Regions from separate parts of the Mus musculus genome. Here regions 1 and 2 are each linked to region 3. The links are chromatin contacts, called in public Hi-C and HiChIP or PLAC-seq maps. All regions are on one chromosome and are shown on one strand. Each heading gives the region's core, a stretch centred on a gene start, on an enhancer-like site or on the middle of the called end of the contact. The rest is flanking DNA. Distances are from core to core; before and after follow the strand shown. Region 1 overlaps Epb41l5 (erythrocyte membrane protein band 4.1 like 5). Region 2 holds the start of Tmem185b (transmembrane protein 185B). Region 3 has its middle 7.5 kb from the start of Gm28209.

Region 1 (2,700 bases), core at 9-2,508, 340 kb after region 3:
TCTGCTAGTGAGGCTTAACTCTAACTTTGTTTGACAGCGTACATTTTTTATTTCCAGGTGTTTTTTTTTCAGCGTGGGTTTCTTTAGTGATTCTACTTCTATTTTCATGTTTTAAACTGTTTTCTTTATTTCATTCCTCTGTTTCCTCTTGTTTTCATTAGTGGATTTATTAGTATCCTCTTTAAGGTCCTTGAGCATAGTCACCTGGCTGCTTTGACGTTCTTGTCTTGTGTCTCAGCTGTGTTGCATGTCTCAGGGCTACAGTAGGTCTTGGTAGAGGAATGTTGTCCTGGCTGTGCGTGTTTGTTCTGCAGTGAGGTCTAGACATCTGTAATTATGATTGAAGTGCTTCTAAGCATTGGCCTCTGGTTGTCTTTGGATGGGGATCCATTCTTTGATTGCTGTTTTAGGAGGTATAACCTCTCACGATCCTAGGTAGAGAGTTCTGCCAGTCAGTGGTTGGCAAAGAGGAATAGAGATGAGCTTGGAGAAATAGCTGAGAGGAGCTGTGGGAAGAGATAGGGTGATCCGGTCCTCACCAAAAGGCAGGTTACCCAGGGAGTAGAAGTGTGAGGGGAGGAAGGGCTCCCTAAAGTTGGCCGCAGGAAGACAAAGAATCTCTGGAGAGACAGGTGGAAGGGCTAGGAAGACCTTGGGGCTGCTTCAAGAGTCCGAGTGTTCAGTAGATGGAGTTGGAATGAGAAAGGAGGCACCTGTAAGCCGGCTGCCTCAGAGCTGAGGTAAGAGTAGCAAGATCATGGAGGAAGGAAGGATGGATAATGAAAATCACCTACCTGAGCCCCAGCCTTGTATGGCCACTGTGGGTCCTTGGTAGAAAGTCTTTCTAGATACTGGTGGCTAACACAAAGGAGTGGAGATGACTAGCAGGGAAGGCTGCGAGAGGATTGGGAAGGAGTTGAGCTGGGTCTGCATCAAGAGGCAGATAGATACCCAGGAATGTTTTGTCACTGCCCTGTAACCCAGGCTCCCGTGACCTGCTCCTATCTGTCAGTTGCTGGGGTTACAGGTAGAGGTTTTCTGATGAAAAAACTGACCTGTCCTTATGAGGATCCATTGGGTGGGAGGGATCATTTCTCAAGAGTCTCTGTGTGGCCTGGCTTTCAGTACTGAATAGTTAACACAGATGGCATAGATCTCTCTTGAGGTTACCTCACAGAGTTCTTGAGCTCATGTGTGTCTCTTTCCTAGCCATTTTCAGCTGGTGTTTATTCAGGCAGGCCTTCTGGCCCTTCTCCGAGACTCAACTCACTCTGCTTTCCTTGTTTGGCTTCTGCATTCGATGTTGCATAAACTCTGTTGCTCTGTGTAAGCACATTGATTTTTCTGCCTTGTAAATCTGCTGTTGAAAAGATGTAGAAAATTTTTAACTAAAAAGCCATACTTTTTTTCTGGCTCTAAGTTTCCATTTGGTTCATTTTTGTCTGTTGTCACACTGTTCTGGTCTCATGCAGTTCTTGTTTTCTGAGAGAATTTGACCCAGTTGAGCCCTTCGGCCACTGAAGTTCTCTGTGCTTTCGGAGCTTCTGCTACAGTCTTTCTTCTTGTGAGTGAGTCACAGTTTGTCACATTTAATTTGAAAAGTGGACATTTTGGACTTGATGATGTAATTCTCAAAGCTGAGTCTTAGGCTTTCTTGGTTCTGCCTGCTGTGTGGTTATATAATAGTTGGTAACTGTTCAAAGTAACACTTTGAGATGTCTTTGTTATCTGTGGTCTCTGATGCCTGCTGCCCTAGTTTAGAATTCAGCTAGTGATTTGACAGAGTTCATGTGACTAGAGCCAAGACATAAAAGAAAATGAAAAAAACCAGAGGAAAGTAGGGCTAAGTAGGGTTCTTAGCTTCCTAAGAACAATGTATTCTTTACAGAGGACCTGGGTTCATTCCCAGCACCCACAAGGCAGCTCATAACCGTCTATAACTGTACTCTCTTCTGACCTGTGTGGCACCATGGATGCATATGATGTGTGAACATATATGCAGGCATAATACTAATACACGTAAAAGTAAAAATAATGAATTCTTTAGGGTCCTGGGAAGTGACTCAGTGAGTAGAGGCACTGGCTGCCAAGCATGGCACCCTGAGCCTAATCCCTGGACGCACTTGGTAGGAAGAGAGAGCAGACTCCCACAGTTTGTCCTCCTAGCCTCCACACATGTGTGCAAGCACGCGTGTGCACACACACACACACACACACACACTAATGTAATAAAATGTTCTCATGGTCTTTACAGTTGTCTGTGTTGAGACATTGTGCAGCATTTAGAAGGCTTCCAGGGCTGGGGCTGTAGGGGTGCTGTCTCCCCTGTACCCTGAGCTCCAGTCTGCTTTCAGCAGGGGACCCAGAGTCCTACCTTGGCACATTCAGCATTTTCCAAATTGCTCCATTTTGTGGCGACTTCAGGGTTTTCCCCCCAAATTTCTTCCTCTGTGGCTTTCTTTGCCTCTCAGCAGAAGCCTAAGAGAAGCCTCAGTATCCTATGCTATCACTGCCTCCCTTGAGACAGGGTCTGTCGCTGAGTCTGGTGTTATCCTGGCAGCCAACAAGCCCAAGTGATCCTTGTGTCTCTGTCACCTATAGGGCTGGGACTACACGTCCTGTATGACCACACCCAGCATTGTTATATGGGTTTCAGGGATTTGAACTCAGGTCTTTGTCTGTGTACGGTAACACTCTTAA
Region 2 (2,700 bases), core at 130-2,629, 370 kb after region 3:
GGTGGAGGCACATATTTCCCAGGGCTCTGTGTTATAACTACCCGCGCCTTCTTTCCAAACATTGGAGCAATTTTCGGAGCTTCTGACACCGATGCGTCTTCAGCATCTTCACTGTCTTCGTGATGGAGATCGTAAGAGATATTTCCATATTCTCTTAAAAACGGAAAAACTTCTAGTAGAAACTGACAGAAATCCCTGCGAATCCCAAACCACCAATGATTGCCCCCTTTCCGCCTGAACGTTGTAGCCATCAAAGTCAGTAATGAGAGCCAAAGCGGGATGAAAATGGAAATGTAAGAGAACGTATTGTGGTCATCCAGTCTGTGAACTAGCAGGACCTCAAAAATGAGCAGGGGCACGACAATGGTGATCCAGCTGATGGCCATGGTCACATGTGTTCTTCGCTGCTCTGCAACCACATCCAGGGACCGCAGGAATAGGAGGGACCACACGATGTAATAGAGAACTACCAGGCAGAGGAATGACATGAGGATCCACAGGGGCACGAACACCACTAGCCACGGCCAGTGGATAATCCTGTCCAGCCTCAGGGCGATGAAGATGAACTGCAGGATGTTGACAGAGCACAGGATCTCCAGTTCCAAAGACCTGTCGTGTCGGAAGCCCCAGACACAGGCGGCCACGGACACAGGGGAAACGAAGAAGAGTGGCATGAAGACCAGCAGCCAAAAGTGGGTGCCCCTCTCCACCCTGTCGCAGACTAGTATCTCAAACATGAGTAGTAGCAGGTGGATGCCCACGGCGATAAGCATGGCTTTGAATTCCACGCAGGCTTCCCCCTCTGTACGGTAGCGTGGGTTGCGGGCCCACACGCCCGCACCCACCGAGGCGCCCACGATGACCAGGAGCTTCCACAGCCAGATGGGGGCGAAGACTGCCCAGTAGCTCCACTGGATGATGCCGTCCAGGCGCAGGGGCAGCAGCACGGAGAAGAGTAGCAAGCAGGCATAAATGAGGAACTTACTGGGGTTGAAGTCCTGGAACAGGCCCCTGGGGTTCATGGCGAAGGCTGTACTGCCTCTAGATGGGCATCCGCCCGCTGCGTGTTAGAGGCTCCAGACCGCAGCTCCGAGGGGCCGGAACACGTGCGAGCAGTCACGTGGCCCGGCCGGAAGCGAGCCGAGGGCACAGCGTGCGCTGGCCGCGAACGGTACGGTGCCTACGCCGGGGACACTGCCCCAACCCCGTAGCTCAGGCTTCAGTGGATGCTCACGCCGTCTGCCTTCATTTCGCAGCCACGAGGCCGACGCCGCGTTGCGTGCGGAGTCGGATGGGACCTGGCGCGCTGCGGACTCGGCGACCCGCAGACCCGCTGCCTGTGAGCTGGCCGAGACCTTCGGAGGACGCTTCCTGGAGGAGGCCGGAACATGGAGGAGGGAGTGAGCTCACATCCTCCCGGCAGGCTCGGGGGCGGGGCCCGGGACGGGGCGGGGTCGGAGAGCGGTGGGAGCAGAGCTGGGCGGAGGGCAGGGCGAGCCGGTCCCCGCAGGGGTTTGGGGTCTTTCCGAGTGGGGAGGGCAAGAGCAGCGCGTTGTCTGGCCCCGGAGCCTGGGGGTGCACGGGCAAAGGCGGGTGGCGGGCGAGCGAAGGGAGTCTGAGAGCGCGCCGGTAACTGTGACTGCCCAGCACGGATGGAAGGACGCGCGAGGAGCAGTGGCTTTGACCCTGGGTTCGGCGCGAAGGCCGGGGGGGGGGGGGGGTGCAGGCAGTCAACGGGTTAGGGCTCTGCCCAGGGCAAAACTCCACAGAGCCACTAGCGATTCTCAGGCTGCCCCTAAAAGGTGGTGCGGAGCGCCTAGGTGCTTACCAATACTCTTCTGCCCTTTGTCACCTGGTGGAGGGGTACCTGGGAGGGTGCCCCACCAGGCCAGAAACAGCTCCCTGAGGGAGCAAGTGAAGAAACTGGACCCAGAGAAGGCCTGGTTAGCGGCAGAATTAGGGCTTGGATTTAGGGCTCCCAACCTTGAGTCTCATTTTCATTTATCAGACACTGCATGAGTCTGATTCTTTTAGAACTATGTTAGGAAAAGGTGCAAGGGTCAAGAAATTTTGGTTGTACCCCAGACCCTGCCAGCCACCGGCTGAAAAGGGAAGCAAATCCATCCCAACCCACCCCCTCTCTGATAAGCTGCAATGGGTTTGTGGTTTAGATACTATTTTTTTCTGACCTGCTGGGCAGAACTAAAGGGTTCTTTCCTCCCTTCTCTGACCCTTGCTCAGCAGAGCCCTGGTTGCTAGTCCTTGCTTTTCAGCCCCGGGGCCTCGCCCTTCAGGTTCCCTGAAGTGGGATAAAAATGCATGAAAGTCTTAGGCCATTAGAGGAAAATGAGGGGGTGGAAATGGATGGCTGCCAATCTCTGCAGTTGGAGTATAGGGCTCCCAGGGGGAAGCAGAGAACCTTCACGGACGCTACTGCCTCTTCTTTCAGCCCTTCCAGAGAAAAGTGGGGACAGCTGCTAAGCCCCAGGCTTTCCTCATTCATGATGGGCACCAAGGAGTTGCATAAGGGTTGCTGGAGATTAGTGCCAGACGGCAGAGTGCCCCCCAAGCCCAGAAATTGCAACAGGTGAACCAGTGTCCAGGCCCTCTGTTTCTACAGAGCCGATTGGAGTGATGGCCCCTACTGGGCATCAGTTTAGTTTCTTGGCTTTTTTGGTGCTCCTACCGTTTAAAAAGAAT
Region 3 (2,700 bases), core at 33-2,532:
TGAAGTTGGAGCTCCAAATAGAAATGTAAAATTCAGAGCAAAATAAAATTACTTTTGTTAGCACTTTGCCTAAGCTCCGCCCCACAGTTACCTGGCAACAGCTAGGTTGCCTGGCTTACTATAAAAGGGGCTGCTTGGTCCCCTCCTCGCCTCTTGCTCTTGCCTTCCTGCTCTGACTCTGTCCTCTTACCCCTCTTCCCATTCCCCATCCCCACATGCTCATAGTCAGCTTCTCTTCTCTCTTCTCTCCTCTCTCTCTCCTCTCTCTCTCTCTCTCTCTCTCTCTCTCTCTCTCTCTCTCTTTCTCTGCCTCTACTACCCTCTCAACTCCCCTCCCCATGCCCTGAATAAACTCTATTCTATACTATTCTAGTCGTGTGGCTGGTTCCTCAGGGGGAAGGGATGCCTCAGCATGGGCCCGCAGAGGCACCCCCTTCCCCTATACCTCACCACACATCCACCAAAACACATCCCCCCTCTCCTTATCTTTTAAAAAACAGAACAACTTTTCTTTTCACCAGAGTCAAGAGACAAATTGAGAGTAGCATGGGTCTGGGGGAAGGGCAGGGGCCTGGGCACTGCAGTGGTGGAAGACTTGAGTCTGAGTCAGATTGTTCTTGAGCCAGGGAACAGAAGATGTCTCAACCAGTGATGTGTTTGCCACACAAGCATAAAGAACCTAGTTTGGATACCCAGCACCCACTTAAAATGCCAGCTGTGGTGACACTAGTATTCATAGCTCTGAGGAGGTGAGACAGAAGGATCTCTGATCCTGGCTGGCCAGCCAGTCCAGCTGAGTCAGTAATCTCTGGGTTCAGAGCTCTAAAAAACAAAAAGAGATAACAAAAACATGCAAACAAAAACACAGAAGAACTGGGGAGATGGTTTGGTGGGTAAGGACACTTGTACAAACATGAGGACCTGGGTTTGCCTCCCCAGCACCAGTGTAAAAAGCAAGGCATGACTGTGGGTGCCTGTAACCCCAACATTGTGGGTGGGAGCAGATGGACCCCAGGAACATGCATCCATACACACATACACATACATGAATGTGTACACATGCAAGCAACATGTAATTTTAAAGTCTGTGCTATGTATGTCCATTTAAAACAGCTACAGACGCTGTTGCACTCCTGTTCTGTATTGTAGCGAGCTGAACCCAATGGACCTCAGAGGTTTATGGGGATTTTGTGGCAGGGAGGGACTTCTCAGAGTCTGAGTGCCCAGAATCCAGACAATCTGTGAATGCCAGCTGGCACAGGTTAATGCAGGTGTCCCTCTGGCCAGCAGGGGGCGCAAGTTCCCCGTGGCCCCGGGCCAGGCAGGCTCCCAGGAGTCTCTGGGTGGAGAAAGACAGCAAGAAGGCCTGAAGGCTGAGATTCTAGCATTTATTAATAACCCTCAAGGGGGAGTGCAAGTGTAACCACCCCCCACCAGGGTCAGCCCTAGCCCCAGCCCTGCGATGTCCTCCAGAGTCTTCCCCTGCTCTCCCCAAGCCTCTTCCTCATCTGTAATCTAGCAAAGGCCGGCAGGATTTCACGGCCATTATGGTTTTCCAAGGCCTCTTGGCCTGAGGGAGGCTTGGCCTCTGGTGTTTCTCAGGTTCTCCAAGCCTGTAAGCTATAGAGAGAACCCCATCAGTTAGGGCACAGGAAATGACAGATGTTGAAGAAGAATCATGATCCGAGAAATCAATCCAAATGTCCTCCATTACTAATGGAAATAAACAAATCGTAGACTCATCGTGTTGCGTGATGTTCTTTAACTGGTAAGAACTCTGTCTTGGGGCTGGGGGTGTGGCTCAGTTGGTAGAGTGCTTGTACAACATGACAAAGTCCTGGGTTCCATCTCCAGGACACATAACCAGCATGGCAGTGGTCATAGAACTGGAGGGGACGGGGCTGAGGGTGGGGGGATGGGATGAGAGGATCAGGTGTCCAAGGTCACACATGGCTTCCTTTTTGCTAATTTAATATTAGTTTCTTAATTTTTTAAAGATTTATTTATTTACTCTATGTATTTGAGTACACTGTAGCTGTCTTCAGACACACCAGAAGAGGGCTTCAGATTCTGTTAAAGATGGTTGTGAGCCACCATGTGGTTGCTGGGATTTGAACTCAGGACCTGTGGAAGAACAGTCAGTGCTCTTAACCGCTGAGCCATCTCTCCAGCCCCATACTTGGCTTCTTAAGGAAGCAGCCCCTGGGATATGTGAAACCCTGTCTCAAGGAAAAGCTGTCTCAGTGCTGGGGTCGGTACCAGCGTCTGCTGTTGTGGGTCCCTGGATGATGTGACTCTCCTTGACTTTGCCTCTTAGGTTCTGCATCTGTACCGCCCCATGCCTGGTGTCTAGAATGGCCTGATGCTCCATGAAGAGGGACGCGGCTGAGGGAGAGGAGAGTGTCGACATCACATTCAAATTTAGAAAGTGTTTGGAAGGAACAGTCTAAAAATGCTTGCCTGGAAGGGGAAAAATGCTCTGACAAAAAGCAAAAACGAGACATACTGGACCCTTGCTCCATTTAGACATCAGTGCGTATACCCATAGAACTGTAGTCTTAAGATTCATAATATCATAAATCTATGAGATGGTGCATCTTATAAGAAGAGGAGAGGAGGAGGGCAGGAGGGGAGGGATATACAGAAGAGGAAGGCAGCTAGATAAAGTAGGCCACATGAGCTCAGATGGCCTGGATTTTC

Evidence for each region. Hi-C and Micro-C count contacts between places; a contact is called where the count stands out from the background. HiChIP or PLAC-seq counts read pairs in DNA pulled down with a chosen protein or histone mark.
Region 1: a contact with region 3 is called in a Hi-C map of cerebral cortex, with 2.2 times the contacts expected there. The contact joins two enhancer-like sites. A contact is called at or near these places in 2 of 39 promoter capture datasets (HPC-7-derived erythroid cells and hematopoietic stem and progenitor cells), 5 of 15 datasets of contacts at CTCF or cohesin (the G1E-ER4 cell line, the NIH/3T3 cell line, embryonic stem cells and 2 more), 79 of 484 Hi-C or Micro-C datasets (the 63-12 cell line, the AtT-20 cell line, B cells and 47 more), 4 of 115 datasets of contacts at active chromatin or transcription factors (the HPC-7 cell line, Th17 cells, embryonic basal ganglia and 1 more) and 1 of 9 other capture datasets (embryonic stem cells).
Region 2: a contact with region 3 is called in an H3K4me3 HiChIP or PLAC-seq map of forebrain, with 3 times the contacts expected there. The contact joins the promoter of Tmem185b here to the enhancer-like site in region 3. A contact is called at or near these places in 3 of 39 promoter capture datasets (the C10 cell line, embryonic stem cells and stem cell-derived epiblast-like cells), 1 of 15 datasets of contacts at CTCF or cohesin (embryonic stem cells), 3 of 484 Hi-C or Micro-C datasets (the G1E-ER4 cell line, embryonic stem cells and stem cell-derived epiblast-like cells), 4 of 115 datasets of contacts at active chromatin or transcription factors (embryonic basal ganglia, embryonic stem cells, extraembryonic endoderm stem cells and 1 more) and 1 of 9 other capture datasets (embryonic stem cells).

Annotation. Positions count from the first base shown.
Region 1 is chr1:119,556,714-119,559,413 of GRCm38.p6, reverse strand. All of the region lies in intron 20 of Epb41l5 (erythrocyte membrane protein band 4.1 like 5), which reads left to right. Among named protein-coding and RNA genes, the nearest start is that of 3830432H09Rik, 22 kb to the right of the region's middle. Within about 2 kb of position 1,258, at least 34 of the 459 cell types and tissues checked have an H3K27ac peak or open chromatin away from gene starts, as enhancers often do. A contact at or near this core is called in cerebral cortex, where this site is marked.
Region 2 is chr1:119,524,833-119,527,532 of GRCm38.p6, reverse strand. Tmem185b (transmembrane protein 185B) reads right to left here and starts at 1,379. Exons shown (of 1, transcript NM_146103.2): 1 at 1-1,379. The coding sequence starts at 1,022.
Region 3 is chr1:119,893,788-119,896,487 of GRCm38.p6, reverse strand. No RefSeq gene overlaps it. Among named protein-coding and RNA genes, the nearest start is that of Gm28209, 7.5 kb to the left of the region's middle. Within about 2 kb of position 1,282, at least 18 of the 459 cell types and tissues checked have an H3K27ac peak or open chromatin away from gene starts, as enhancers often do. A contact at or near this core is called in cerebral cortex and forebrain, where this site is marked.